2 separate regions of the Zea mays genome follow, and region 2 is linked to region 1. The links are chromatin contacts, called in public Hi-C maps. All regions are on one chromosome and are shown on one strand. Each heading gives the region's core, a stretch centred on a gene start, on an enhancer-like site or on the middle of the called end of the contact. The rest is flanking DNA. Distances are from core to core; before and after follow the strand shown. Region 1 has its middle 17 kb from the start of LOC111589834. Region 2 holds the start of LOC100285217 (WRKY74 - superfamily of TFs having WRKY and zinc finger domains).

The links. Hi-C and Micro-C count contacts between places; a contact is called where the count stands out from the background.
Region 2: a contact with region 1 is called in a Hi-C map of endosperm, with 2.1 times the contacts expected there. The contact joins the promoter of LOC100285217 here to the enhancer-like site in region 1. A contact is called at or near these places in 3 of 25 Hi-C or Micro-C datasets (ear, endosperm and leaf).

Annotation. Positions count from the first base shown.
Region 1 is chr7:96,631,594-96,639,258 of Zm-B73-REFERENCE-NAM-5.0, reverse strand. No RefSeq gene overlaps it. Among protein-coding and RNA genes, the nearest start is that of LOC111589834, 17 kb to the left of the region's middle. Within about 2 kb of position 4,483, at least 16 of the 20 cell types and tissues checked have an H3K27ac peak or open chromatin away from gene starts, as enhancers often do. A contact at or near this core is called in ear, endosperm and leaf, where this site is marked.
Region 2 is chr7:96,756,434-96,763,839 of Zm-B73-REFERENCE-NAM-5.0, reverse strand. LOC100285217 (WRKY74 - superfamily of TFs having WRKY and zinc finger domains) reads right to left here and starts at 3,900. Exons shown (of 2, transcript NM_001413656.1): 1 at 3,400-3,900; 2 at 1,818-3,284. The coding sequence starts at 3,650. The coding sequence ends at 2,708.

The DNA of each region.
Region 1 (7,665 bases), core at 3,234-5,733:
TGCAGTGGTGTTATCCTGAGGCGATTGGATTTGTTTGGCTTTGCCTTTCTTGTCATACAAAGCCTTGCCAAGGCGAGCCACTTCTTGCTTTAATTGCTCATTCTCCATTGCAATCTCATCCGAACATGTTTCTACAACAACATTCTTAACAAGAACTTGATTGTAGGGGTTAGAATCATCGATTAAATCAAAACAAGAAGTAGAAGCATCTTTCTTAATAATTTCATGTATTTCAACCAAAGATACTCCTGGGGTGCTACCAATGTTTTCTAACTTAGTAGTTAGCTCATTGTTATGTATGCTAAGAATTTCTATTTTTCCTAGCAAGTTTTCAATGGCTTCTTGAGAGCTAGCTAACTTAGCCTTAAGTTTTTCATTCTTTTAATAAGTCCATCATTGGTAGCTAAGGATGGAGCATTAAATTCTAATTGCTCAATTTTAGTTGATAGCTCACAATTTAAATTTGTAAATGTTTCAAATTTTTCAAGCAAACATTTATAATCATATTAAGAGCTAATCAACTTATTTTTCAATGTTTTAAGTTGAGCCTTTTGTTTAGTACATACATACTCGAAAAATTTAACGGCTTCCGCAAGCTCATCTAAGGAGGGCTTTCCCTCACCTTCATCATCACTACTGCTATCATCACTAGAGGATGGAATACTCATTTTACCACTTGCCATAAGAACTTGCGTGATGACCGTGATGAGTGTGATGAGGATCGATGGTTGCGCGTCCTTGGAGGTTCATCTTCGCTTGAAGAGTCATCCCAAGTTTTGACACTTGTAAACGCCTTGCCTTTACTCCTCCCCTTTGCGGGTTCGGCCATATTTGGACAGTTGTTCCTGAAGTGGCCCTTCTCCCCGCATGCGAAGCATCCTCTCTTTCTTTGCTTTTTCTGTCAATGTTAAAGAGAAGATCCTCGACCTGCAGAGGCACACCCATTAGATTAATCTTGCGGATCATCCCCATTACCTTTACGACGCGTCGGATTATTTCTTCGTCCTTGAAGGATGATGTTGATGGTTGATTATCTTTTTCATCATCGCTTTTTTCTTCTTCCTCTTCTTCACTTGAGGAAGTTGGAGTGGGAGCCTTCTTTTTTCCTTTGCTCTTTTCATCACATGTAAAAGCATATGACCTTGAAGAAGTTGACTCCTCTTGTCGACCCATTTTTTGCGGCATCTCAAATGCCACAATTTTCCTAATCACAATGGTCGGGGTCATTTGACTCAAGCCCTCCATGTTGTGAAGAATGGTGATGACGCTCCCATATCTTTGTTGTGGTAGTAGGGAGATAATCTTCCTCACAATGTCCGCATCACCTAGCTTATTAATGCCAATAGGATTGAGCTCATTGATGATTAGAATCAAACGAGAATACATATCTCTAACAAGCTCATTATCCTTGATAGCAAAAGAATTATACCCATTTAAGACTAGACAATGTTTTTTGCTCACGAACATTGGATATGTCGTCATGGAGCTCATGCAATTTTAGTCAAATCTCATTAGCAGTTTTTAATGTAAAAACTTGATTAAAAATATTCATGCTAAGAGATTCATACAAGCAATTTTTGGCTCTAGCGTTCAAATGTATTTCTTTTTTCTCACTCGTGGTGGGTTTCTCGAAATTTTTTGGTGGTTTCATCCCGTCACGGGTGACTCTCCAAACACCTAGATCAATGGCCTCTAGGTAACAAGCCATTCTAGCACTATAATATGGGAAGTTAGTGCCGTCGAAGTGTGGTGGCCTATGGGTATTCATCCCCTTCCTTTAAAAGACGTCGGCTCTTTTAGCGGTGATGCTAAAACGTTTCAAATGAGCCAAACTAGACTTTGATACCAATTGAAGGAAACAGTGACGCCTAAGAGGGGGGTGAATTAGGACTTCTAAAAACTCTTTCTAAACTAGGCCACAAATGAATCCCTAGAACAAAACCTATGCAAATAATCAAACTAGAATGTGCAACCTAGGTTTTGTCTAAGTGTTGCTATCTCTACCGCAAAGCTTAAGTTTCAATTCTAAATAATCTAACTAGAAAGACAAGATTGAAACTTAAATACTTAATATAATTGCAGAATGTAAAGAGCAAGATAAAGATGCAAACTCTCGTGGATGACGCCGGTATTTTAACCGAGGTATCCGGACTCACGCAAGGTTCTGACTAATCCTCGTTGGTGATCCTACGCAAAGGGTAGCCCACGCGAGGGCCAAGCACCACGGTTGAGTAACTCCGTAGAGAGCAGCGGACCTTCTCCACGCGCAAGTGGTGCTCCGCTTCCGGCTCCTCTCGGACGCTCCCCGCCATCTCCACTATCAAGCTTCCGACTGAAACGCAGCAGGCCTCGTTCCAAACGGTCCGTCATTGTTTAAATTACAATTTCTCTAAAATGAAGGGATCCAAACGGTCTGTCATTGTTTGTTTGGACATTGGAGCATGATCAGGCATTCCAGACCATCAAGACAACATTATCTACTACACTGGTTTCGGCACTTCCCAACTTCAACAGACCATTCGTTATGGAGAACGACGCATCAGGTACGGGTATTGGTGACATACTTACACAGGATGGCCACCCTCTGGCCTTTGTCAACCGTGCACTTGGCGCCAAAAATTTGGGACTGTCAACCTACGAAAAAGAGTGCCTAGCTATTATCCTGGCAGTGGACGAATGGCGACCTTATCTCTAGCACTCGAAATTCGTGATATACACTGATGAACGCAACCTCTCCCATTTGTCTGATCAACGCCTGCACGCGCCGTGGCAGCAGCGAGTATTTACCAAGTTATTAGGCCTGCAATATCAGATCATCTACAAAAAGGGTGTGAATAACGATGCCGTCGATGCTCTGCCACGTCGCACTTCAGTTGGCCTAGAGATTTATAGTGTGTCGTCCACAGCTACCCAGTGGCTCTCAGGTGGTTCAAGGGTACAGCCAGGATGCAAGAGCAACCTAGCTGCTCACCGTGTTAGCATTACAATCTTCTCCACAGGAACCCTACTCCCTCCACCAAGGTCTCATCCGATATAAGGGCAGAGTGTGGCTAGGTGCTAATCGAGACCTTCAGCTTCACATCCTTTCAGCACTGCACGACAGTGAGCTTGGAGGCCATTCTGGCTTTCCCGTCACCACAGACGGCCAAGCAGCTCTTTGCGTGGCCAGGGCTTAAGAAGTTGGTCAAGGAATTTGTCGTTTTGTGCACAGTCTGGCAGTCTGCCACCAAGTGAAGCCCCACCGCATCAAGTATCCCAGGTTACTCCAGCCGTTGCCTGTTCCTGACCAAGCCTAGCAAGTGGTCTCGCTGGACTTTATTGAAGAGTTACCCTGATCCAGTGCAGCTAAATGTATCCTCGTAGTGGTGGATACGTTCAGTAAGTATGCCCATTTCATCGGCTTGCTTCATCCATTCACTACACTCAAAGTTGCTCAAGCTTTCATGGCAAACGTCTACAAACTTCATGGACTACCTCATGCTCTAGTCTCATATACAGACCGTATCTTCACAAGCCATCTGTGGCAAGAACTCTTTCACCTTTTAGGCACCAAACTGCGAATGAGCACAACATACCATCCTCAGAGCGACGGATAGACAGAACAGGTCAATCAGTGACTGGAGACCTTCTTGAGCAGTTTCACTCATTCCTGTCCAACCAAACGGAGTCACTGGCTTCCACTAGCCGAATTCTGGTACAATACTTGTTCTCATTCATCATTGGGAATGTCTCCATTTGAGGTTGTTTATGGCTGACCCTCTAGACAGTTTAGCTTGGTGCCTGCAGACGCGGTGTCCACTGCTGAGTTGGCTGACTGGTTATCAAGCAGGGAACTCATGCAGTCATGCTTCGTGTGGTGAAACAGAACCTCATGCGTGCTCAGCGAGAATGAAGCACCAGGATGATAAGGGCAGGACTAACCATGGATTTGTTGTAGGGGATTTCGTTTATGTGAAGTTACAGCCTTACATCCAAGGGTCCGTAGCCACTCGAGCAAGCCACATAAACTCAGTTTCAAGTTCTTTGGGCCTTACGAGATTATCCAACACATTGGCAAGGTCGCCTATAAACCGCGTCTACCGGAATCGGCAGCAGTTCACTCGGTGTTCCATGTCTCCGAGATCAAACCATATGTTCACCCTCCCCAACTGGTGAGTTCTTCCATGCCAACTGCTAACCTTGCTCTTCAGTACCATGCACAGATCTTGGATCGCAGAACGGTGTCACGCGGTGGTTCCTCCATCGACCAACTATCGACCAACTATCGACCAAGTTCTTGTGCACTGGTCCGGTATGGACGCGGCTCTATCATCATGGCAGGATACTGAGGTGCTCCAACTGGCGTTTCCAGATGCAGATGCTTGGGGGCAAGAGTCGTCCAAAGGAGGGGGGATGTCAGTGCCTCTTATATACAAGACAAGCAAGTGAAGCATGTGGAGAAGCCATCGCAATGGGCTGTCGTGTGAAGAAGCCCAGTGTTCGATATGCCGGCCCAAAATGGCTGTTGTAATAGTGAGAGAGTTATTTGTATCCAGGAGAGAAGGAAAGGGGTAGAAAGAAACACAACAACAATTACATTCTACCATCTACTGACTGCTTCCTCTCTCCCCTCTGACCCATTGCTCTGTACCTTCTTCCTCACGGTGCCGCCACCTGTCGCTAACAGGACTAGGGGCCTAGAGCGTCAGGACTCAGGCGTGGTGAGGCGTGGCCACCGGCGTCCGGCAACGTGGGGTGGTGGCAGGTCGCAGGTGGTCGGTGGCCGGGCGACGCCACGATGGCGCTAGGGTTCTCCATGGCGTGGATTGTGGGTGCGGCTAGGAGCCTGCCTGGGAGAGGCTGCGAGTAGCCGAGTAGGACAGTTGTGACCTGAGAGCCTGCTTGGGAGCGGTCGAGTGCCCCAAGAGGCCGAGAGCTCGAGACACCGAGTTGGTCAGTGGGATTACAAACGTGGGCTAGGCTATTTATGTTGTATAATGTTACATGTAAGGAGATGCCTTTTAGAAATTCGGGTAATTTGGTGCAAATCGGGTATGGGATGGGTAACCCGAATTACTCAAATAAAATTCGAATCAGTGATCGGGTAATTCAGATCCAGGTTCGGGTAGTTCGAATTTGGATAATGGGTAACAGGTTTTTTTTGCCTAGACCTTTTTGTTTCGGTTGTTTTCAGCTTCTGGCTACCAGAAGCTACTGCAGACTACCAAACGCCTAGCTTTTCAGGTCCCTTCTATAAAAATCACTTTAGTCAAAACCATCCAAAATCAATGTGAACAAAAAACCGGCTGAGTCATTGCGAATTGCGGGAGTAGGAAACTGTCACTTTTACGTACTTAACCCTATAGACTCATGTTTCCCCGCACGTAATCTCCACGATACTCAAATACCCTATTCACTTGGCTTTAATTCGTATCGATTTCTACTTGTTCTACATTGTTTTATCTCTATAGATTCTAGCTACAGCAGTTCAAACAACTGACTTTAATCCGAAACGAATAAATCAAGATTCTCTTCACAATTAGATTTCACTCACAACTAGAATATGAGAAAAGCTCCTCATAAAAAAATGGACCAAAGAGGCCCTCTATATGGTCGCCCCAAGTTTCCTTTCTCTTCAACTCGACAGTTATCCACTAACAAAATTAGTATTGTTATTTTGTTTAAATCTTGTTTTAGTCCGTAGTGCGCCATTTCGTAGGGCCGTCGACAGCAGGTGCAGCTGCCAACGACATAGAGCCCATGGCACTAGGAACCCTACGAGGGAATTATATATAAACGTATAAATTTAGCGTTTAGTGTACGTATTTCACTATCCAAAATAAAAGTTTAAAGGTCTATATATTTAGCACAAGCAACTAGAAAGAGTTACTTGTCGTCGTTTTGTATTTCGATATTCAACTATTTTTTTAGAAGCGAAATAACTCTTAGTAATAATACTACACAGTTTAATTATTGTATCAAAGGCTGTTTGGTACGACTTTTTTTAAAAATATTTTATACGGCTCTGAAAACAGCTTGACTAATATATAAATTGTACCTCCTTCCCAAATCCCAAAAATATTTCTAACTCTATTATTACCTGTACTCCTATAAAACACCGATTTTGGTTTCACTGTCGTCGTGTCGTTACCTCATAGATGGGTCACTAGTAAACATTCAACCCAACACAACATGAAGGTTTGCAGTGTATCGCTAACGAATAGTACCACCTTGCTAAAGGAAGGAGGTTAAGCAGCCGAGCGAGCTATAAAAAAAAAGACAGGTCTCATTTTCAACATATATCCTCTCTCTCGTTTTTGACTAAGATAAAATACAGTATCAATAGTTTAATATTTTATGTGTGGGCCATATATTCACTTTATTTGGAAGATCTATTTTATTTTTTTAATTTATTTTTTGTGGAAAGAGTCATCTGACCCTCGTGTGTCGTACAAATGTTCACATATGATTGATGAAAACAAATCCCCTTCTTAAAATGTTTCTTGTACGATTTTTTTGGCTTTTCCGTTAAAATTGCTAGACTCTTGCCACTTTCTTAGACAAGGGTCGTCCATTGAAATTGTTGAGACGGCCCTGCCTTTTACGCGACCTGCATTGAATCTAGACCTACGGGTGATCGAAGACGACATGGACGCTTTTAACATGAGAAGAGTACGTAGCCAATAGACCAGCTAGCGGATACATATATAAATAGGAATAATAAATTCCTCGAATAAAGTATAAAGTTCTTAGCAGCCCGACAGGGAAACGTGGGTTGTTGCACGAGAAAGAAAGGGCAGGAATTGTTGGGCTCAGGTCGCCTTCTGGATAGCACCAACGGATAGTGGTGACAGACATGGAGGGGAACAAAAACCCGTTATCTAACGAAGTTTATCATATAATCAAATTAGTAAAAATCATTATTTACTCTACTAATATACTAAGTTTCATATTCTAATTTATTTAATATTAGAAGATATAAAAAGAAAAAAATATCAGTATGAAGGACTAAAAAGATAGACTTTTTTACTTTTTTATATCTCTTAACGTAGGATAAACTCGAATTTATAAGTTGGTATATACATAGAGTAAATAATGATTTATATATTTTTAAGATTTTTTTTTCAAATTTTATGTGTTTGATGGTTGTACAAGAAGCTTGAAAGTACAACAACTTTTATTTAAATAGATTGTTATGGTGATGTATGCAGTGACCGGGAATGTGCCTGTCTACTAGTTGTCTGCAGTGGCGGATGTAGGACCAAAATTCATAGAGTGCCAAGAAAATCGCATGACAAATCAAATAATACCTAAAAACTACTTTTGTGTTGAATTCAAGTTTCATATCAATACACGATAGAAGTTTAAAAAAAACTATATGAAGAATATAATAAAATATATAGCTACATTTTTACTGACCAAATCGAAGTCGTGCGAACCTTGTCGAATGTCTATATCCTCGAAGGGTGGGTCACTGCGAAAGTGGTAGGTGAAAGGGAAATGTGCCCTTGGGCCATTTCTATATTGTTTTGGTGATTAAGTGCCCAACACACTCTCTCTAAGTGCTAAATTGTTCCAAAGATTGAAGAAGTGCAAATCATATAACAAGGTACGTTTCTAGACTTAGTACATTGATTTGGGTACTAATATATTGTGTCTAAGTGCTGGAAACAGGAGAAAATAGGT
Region 2 (7,406 bases), core at 2,651-5,150, 130 kb before region 1:
TCATCAAGCAGCATATGCTTCCCATCCTCTCGGCGCATCGCCACCTCTCCCTATGGGGTTTTCAATGTAAGCGCCATACTGCCCTGATGCAATCTTTGATCGTGTTAGGGCAAGCTCATGTTATTAGATTGATTTTACACCGCCACGTGGTATTCCTTAACTGATTGCTACTCTTGATGACATGCAAGCTACATATGTACATGCCACAACTCGGAAGACTAATACACATTTGACACGCTATCTTACATGCTTAGTCTCGCTATTGGCCCTTAGTGGTAGATGTTCATGAGATTACCGATATGATACATGTTGTGGATTAGATCTAGAATGTTACTATAGATAGTTTTTTTATTTATTTGGCCCTATATTTAATTAGCAACATGGGTAATAATGGTGGTCCTTTGGCCCATTGCTCTCTTTTGGACACGTAGTAGCCTGTGTCGCTCTACAGTAAGCAATCGAGTAAAGCATGCTTTAGACAAATTTATTTCCCTCATCATTCACTTTTACTCCATTTTTACATTTATTGATTATAATAATGGACAATTCGAAAAAAGATGAAAATCTGTTGGGGATACCTTTGCCAAAGGCCCTCAAAAAATTGTGCTACCAATTGCTCTCAAGTGTGTTTCAGGTGCTCCAAAACGTTGACGAAGCTAGCCTTCGTATGAAGTAGTGCACGAACAAAATACGAAGCTAGAAGCTTCGGCTCCATGAGAACAACGTGTAGGTGAGGGCTAAAAAGGGAACTTTAGTTCCGCAATACCGATGTGGGAGCAAGGGTGAATGAGAAGAAGGATATAGAAGCTTGGCCAACATGTCTGTGAAGAAAAAGGACGATGATGTCCTGACGTGACTTGTAGTTTATATATTTAAGAAACGTGGGTATGATTGTAATCTTGTATGAAGTTGTATACCATGATGCCACTATAAATAGAGGTACAATTTCATGCATGATGAGATAGAACCCTGTGACTTGAGAATTATTCACCCCCGAAGCTATATTTTTACCTTCAAATTACTGCATTTGTAGTCGAAGGTACTATTATAACCATTTGTAAGCAAAAGAAGAGTAATAAGGAAGGGAGTATATCAACAATGATTTATACATTTACATATGTCTATCTTGCCTTCCTTTCAAAATGTCACATTTAAATATGGAACCTTTTGTCCATTTAACTTATCTTCCATGCGGGGATTAAAAAGAAAGGACCGTTCTTTTTTATTTGTCACGTTTTAGTTTGAAAATAAACTAGCGGGTAACAAATACTTCCTCCGTTTCATTTTAGTTGTCACTGGATAGTACAAAATTGAACTATTCAGCGACAACTAAAAAGAAACAGAGGGAGTATTAGAGAACAAGGTAGTATTAGGTAGTGATATTATTAGTACAGTGGATGACAAACCAACACATCATTGTTTCAAGTTTTCTTGGAAAGTCTAGATATTCTTATTTAAATATAGTCCCATTTGCTGTTTGAGATCCAATTTTAAACTGAACCTATCGAGTCGAGGAAAAGTTTAGTCATTGAAAACTAACCAATTTTGATTTTAAAACAAAAAACGAGTTTAATTAGAACAATTTTAACAGGCCGCCGGATCAACTGATCAATCAGCATTTTGTCCAGTCCAGGGGAGGTGCAGCCAGCAACGCGCCACGGAAATGGATATGCAAGAGCGCCGCCGAATCATCGTCCTGTACCTGGAATTGAGGCATTTTACTTGGTAGTGTTTCAATTTTTACCAATTCACGCACAGTGCTAAACGAACTCTGGTGAATGTAGTCAGTACTTAAGTACTAACTAATTATACATGATTGAATATTCATGAGCTAATCAGATTAAATATCACGCAAACTTAAGCTGCACTGTTATACGTTGGAAAAATGTTTAAATTCACGAGAAACTCACATGTTTAGCTGAACTGACAGCACTATTACGAAATTGTTTTCCTTGCAAACCCTCGACCGAAGAAAAAGAGAGAGAGAGATGGGACATTCAATATTCTCACACCCTAAGGTTTACAACGGGACGGGCCGAGGAAGAACATGTGTTCTTCCCTGCTCTGCCCCTGGACAAACGGCAGAGAGCAACTCATGGTAACAGCTGCCTCAGATTCCCATTCCCTAGCGTTCATCGGTTACATTACATCCAGCAGATCACGCTAAGAAGCTTGAGACATAGATGTCGAGGTCCTCGAGAAACTCGCCGTCGGCTCTGTCGATCGCTGACATGACTTCCTCGAACTCGAACTGCGCGGCAGCGGCGGCGGCGACCTCGAAAGGCGGGAAAGAGACGACGTGGTTGGAGTCCGAGGTCGCCGGGGACACGCCCCAGTTCTCGGACGTGGACGGTGCGGAGAAGGGGCTGCGCTCCGGCACAAGGCACGCCGGCGTGGAGGAGAAGAGAAAGGGCGTGGGCGCGTCCTCCCAGCCCCGCCGCTGCTGCTCTGGCTCCAGGGCCGGCCCCTCGGTCTTCACCATGAGGTTGGCGTCGTACTCCGGCGCCTGCGCGTCCGCGGCAGCCTGACGACCCGCCGTCGCTGCCGCCCTCTGGCTCTGAACGCAGGTGTGGTCGCCGAGGTAGACGACGTCGAAGAAGGCCGGGTCCTCGTCGGTGCGCTGCACTTGCTTCGTCGCCGCACATCCCTGAGAGCTCTTGTGCGTGCAGCGGTAGTAGCCCCTGGAAATTTCGCACGGTGGATCATGTCAGGTCCGGGCAGGTAGGTCAGGCAGGCCCATGAGATTTTGCTTGTGAGCTCCGGCATCTTGTTTGTTAGGGGAAAAAAGAGGAGGAGGAGGAGGAGGAGGAGAAGGAGAAGAGAGAATTTTCTTGTGCATCCAGAGCAAGATTCGCACGATATGATGAATCCCTGTTCGCCCCCGACATCGGACAAAAAGTGGAGGCCAGCCAAACAATTGCAAAACAAGACAAGCAAAAAGAGGCTGTACTGACATTTCCACCAGGACAATACTAGCTGCAGCCCCGCCATGGAAAGAAGACAAAGAAAGCAGAGGCAAAATGATTTCGATTCCACTTGCGAAGTTGCGATAAGAACACGTGCAGATGAGATTGGGCTGTGGAGTGTGGAAAAGATGAAGGAGGGGGGAAAAAAATCTTCTGATAGCACAGCATGTGTCAAGTGGGCACCTTGGGTGCTTGGCTCCAAGGATCTCCTTCTGGCCGTACTTCCTCCAGCTGTAGCCGTCGTCGGCCGGATGGTCGCCGCCGCCGCCTCCGGCCGAGCCCACCCTCACCTCATGCCTCTTCTTGTCCATCCTCTTCCTGCAAAGTAAATCAATAGTTTAAACTTTAAAGCCACTTGGCTTGAGAGACCCAATAATTCGTTAAGAAGGTTTATGTATGGTAATCAGGAAGGTCGTCGATGGGATGATGATACCTTTTCTTGGTAGTAGCCCTGATGAAGGGCGGCGCGTCAGAGGCGCCGCCGTGGGGGCTTGATGAGGTGGCGGTGATGAGCAGGCTGATGGAGCGGTCGGTGATGGAGGAGATCTGCGAGGCGAGGTGCTTGCAGAGGTCCGGCGAGGAGCCGCCGAGGTGCCCCTCCAGCTGCATCGCCAGCTCCTTGAGGTGGCCCAGCTCCGTCACCACCAGCCGGCTGCCTCCATTGCCGTCGATAACGCTGGCCATCGATCGATCGACCGACCGACCTATTCTGTCTGTGTTGCTGGCTAGCTGCAGGAGCAGGTTCGGATATGGCAGGGCAGGACTCTGGGCGGCCGCCGGGTGATCGATGGCGTTAGTTGGCGATGTGTGGCAACGGTGCTGCGAAACTGGAGGCACCGCAGGAGTAGGACTGCGTCGCGGCAGCTGCTGGGAGAAGAGAAGAGGCAATTGGGGGAGGTGGTGGGTGGCTGGGTTGTGGTGTGTGTGACCGTGTGAGGGAGTGAGGCGAGCTGCCCCTTATTTATAACTAGGTAAGTATCCGTGCGTTGCAACGGAAAAAAATAGTGTAACAATAACATATATATGGCTATATGTTGTGTTGTTAATTAAAATTAAGTTGCATCTGGACTTTGTAGTGACAATTGGTTGTAACCTTGAAGGCTGAAAATTGATGTTGTTCTTGATCCTAACCATGCTCCAAACTTGCTTGCCAGGTTTATTTGTAAGTTCAAAATTATAGACCAAAATTAGGTGAAAAGACCATCTGAATGGAAATTTTCTTTTCCCAGTAAACTGCATATTTGCCTTCGCCTACCTATCCATTGTTTTAATCTCTATATAAGAACAGTCATGCGAAGTTTGTCTATTAAAAAATCCATCGCTATAATAACAATACCTTTTTTGCTGCTTTAGCATTATTATCCATCAATCCTTCAATTCGGTGTTGTATCTTGATGCCTGAGGGTAGAAAGAACGATCTTCGTTGCACCCAGTAGTCTTGATTGAAAGAAGTGTATACTGCTGCACTTCTCAGAATTTATGGACATTTCTCTGAACCTGAACCTAAAAAACATAGTTGATCATTATTGAGAACAAATGGCATATCAGAATTGTTGCTACCCTATTATTTAAGCATAATGACGTAGTCACATGGATGCAACTTGCGAGCCGATTTTGAGCCAAGCCAAGCCTACTCCTTCAACTCGTTGAGTGGAGACGACAGTGGTTTCTAGGCGAGCGGACGATGCGAGCGCAGGTGGCGGCGACTGGTTGGGGGCCGGAAGACGCGGACATGCGAGGGGACCGGGCGGAAGACACAGACGATGGCGTTTTCTAGGCAAACGGGTGAGGGTATCGAGTGCAGGTCGATTAGGAAGAAATGCATGGGGTTTTCTATAAAAGGATGATGCATGACGACCGCTAAACCGTCGTTGGATTTCTATGCACTTAAAGAGAATTAATCCACGTAAGCTTCATAATAAACAGTAATGCATAGAAAAATAATATGTTTCTAAAATTCTAAACCATCGTTGGATGATCTAGAACAAAAATAGATGTTTCTGTTCAAAAATGTGGTAACAATATTTAACATTGGTTAAAATATTCAATTATCACAAAATTTCTGAATTCTATGCAATTTAAACAATAATTAATCCACGTTGGTTTCATAATCAACTGAAAATTGCATAAAATCAATAAAGTACCAAAGTACGCAGCGGAATAAAATAGTCCATAAATTCTCTGTAATTTGTTAGATTTAAAAAAAATATTTCTGATTTTTCTGAATTTTATGTACTATTTTTCTGATTTCTTTTCAGTTTTCACTATTTCCAGGAATAATAATAAAAAATCGCTGGAAAAAAATTGCTGGCCATGTAGCCCAGCCACGCACTGGCGACCCATGGGAGGAGAGGGCGCGCGCGCCTGGGACCAGTAGACGGCAGCCCAACACAGCTGGGAGAGGGCGGTGCCCACCTAAGTCGCAACCTGGAGCTGGGCTGCGCATTTGGCCCACGCAGCGTCCCCTTCCCTTTAATTGATCTCAGCCATCAGTGCCGATCCGATAGTCCAGATTCATCTCAGTGTTCTATATAATGCGGAATAATCGGCCAGGGACTAAGCCCTAGTTTATTTGCTCCATTCACCCAGCCGCCTCTCAACACATTGCCTGTAGCCGAACCCACCCGCCGTAGGGAGCATGCCGACCGCGCCTGCTACTTGCTGTTCATTCTGGCCGCATGGCCATTGCCACAGGCACTTGGCTGCATGGTCATCTCTATCTGATTTTGTTCTTTTTTATTTCTTGGTTCTAGCCTTGACGAACGTCCAGCATGCCTCCTCTGTGTTATATTTTTTTCAGCCGCACAAGAACAGCTCTCTGTTTATCGATCTGTCTCTCTTCCTTCTCTCTCTGCGAGTTCGCCTGTCTCTGTTTTTCAGCCGCCTCTGCACTAAAAAAAACGACCGAAACTTCATGAGCACTGGCCCCGCAGACCCTGCCGCCAGCTAGCTCATCCCTTCGGGCGGGTGAGCTGCTGTCGGCCGGGAACTGACGGCGGTCCGAGCACGACAGCTCGGGAGTGGGTAAGACGAGTCGGTCTCTTGACCGTCTTTAACTTTTAAAAACTCGGATCTAGTCCTCATTTACTCGAATCCCTTACTGTGTGAATGAATGTATGAGATGGATGTAATGTAATATTCGGGATCGAGTTATGAGTTGATAAAACATAGATCCATGGCCTTGCGTTATTTTCTGTGATGATTTTCTGTACCTTTGACTAAAAACCAATCTATGGATTATATTGATAGTGCTCTGTACACTTAATCCATGCGTGGTTTCTGTTTCTTATTGACTGTTTCTTGGCCGTGAATTTAAAAAAAAATCCGAGCCTTGAGATCTCTGTTGACCCGGTTTAGAACCTTTTAGGGTTAGGTTATTAAACTCTAACCCTAAAATGTCGATCTTTTTTGCTATCTCAAATTTGATGGGTTTGGCCGAGACTAAGTCTCTCATTGGCCGAAAACGCTAGATTTAGTTTTATGTAAACCCTAACTCGAGAGTTCTAAGATTCTTTGTATTCTATTCTAATCTCTCTATTTTCGGGTCATGAACTATGATAAAAAAATGAGTTCAATCACATTTATCTGAGACCTTTCTGTTATCTCATAAAACTGATTCGGATTAGGAGATGGGTCTGAGAATGCCTAGAAATAGATAAAAGCTCCTTCGTGTAGCAGGAAAGAACATGAGTGCTATTGTGCTATTGGTTAGAAGGGATGAGTTGTGTTTGCTGTATATGTTGGTCAGAGTTCGATCACTATGTGGCGTATTTTTTGGCTATTTTAATGGCTGGATGGCTGTTGGCAGAACCAGACGAATGGGAAAGGCAAAGGGATAGGAGCTGGGAATGGGGTCAGTTGGGAATGAAGCAAACACACAGGAGTTGGGAATGAAAACAGAGTTGGGAATGGGAACTGTTGGGAATGAAAACGGAGTTGGGAATGGGAATGGCAGAACCAGGAATGGGGCAGCTTACCCCTTGCGTTCTTAATTAGTAGTATAGATAACGGACGGAAAAAAAAACAAGGGTACCCGTTACTTTCGTCTTGGGGAGGGGACGTGGGGCGGGGGTGCCTGTTGCGAGTGCAACAGGATCGTTTGGCTAGACTGGTCGGATCCGGATCGATCCAGCCGCCCCCGTAACACGTCTTCATGCATGCTGCCGAGTGCAAAACGTCCAAGAAATAAAAGCGGTCCCCTACCCTAACCCTACCATGTAGCATGCGCGATCGAGAAAAAAGCAGCAGTAGCAGCAGCGCAGCTTCCTCGGACGCTTCATTGTTCGATTGTCTATCCAGAATCTCGGACACTTCCTTTCGTTGAGAGTTATGGCTTGGTGGTGTTGGCGCCGGCGATCTAGACGCCAATCATTGATGATATAACACCTGTCGGTGATCTCCGGTGATCTCTGCGACGGCACGGACGGTCTGTGGATATGG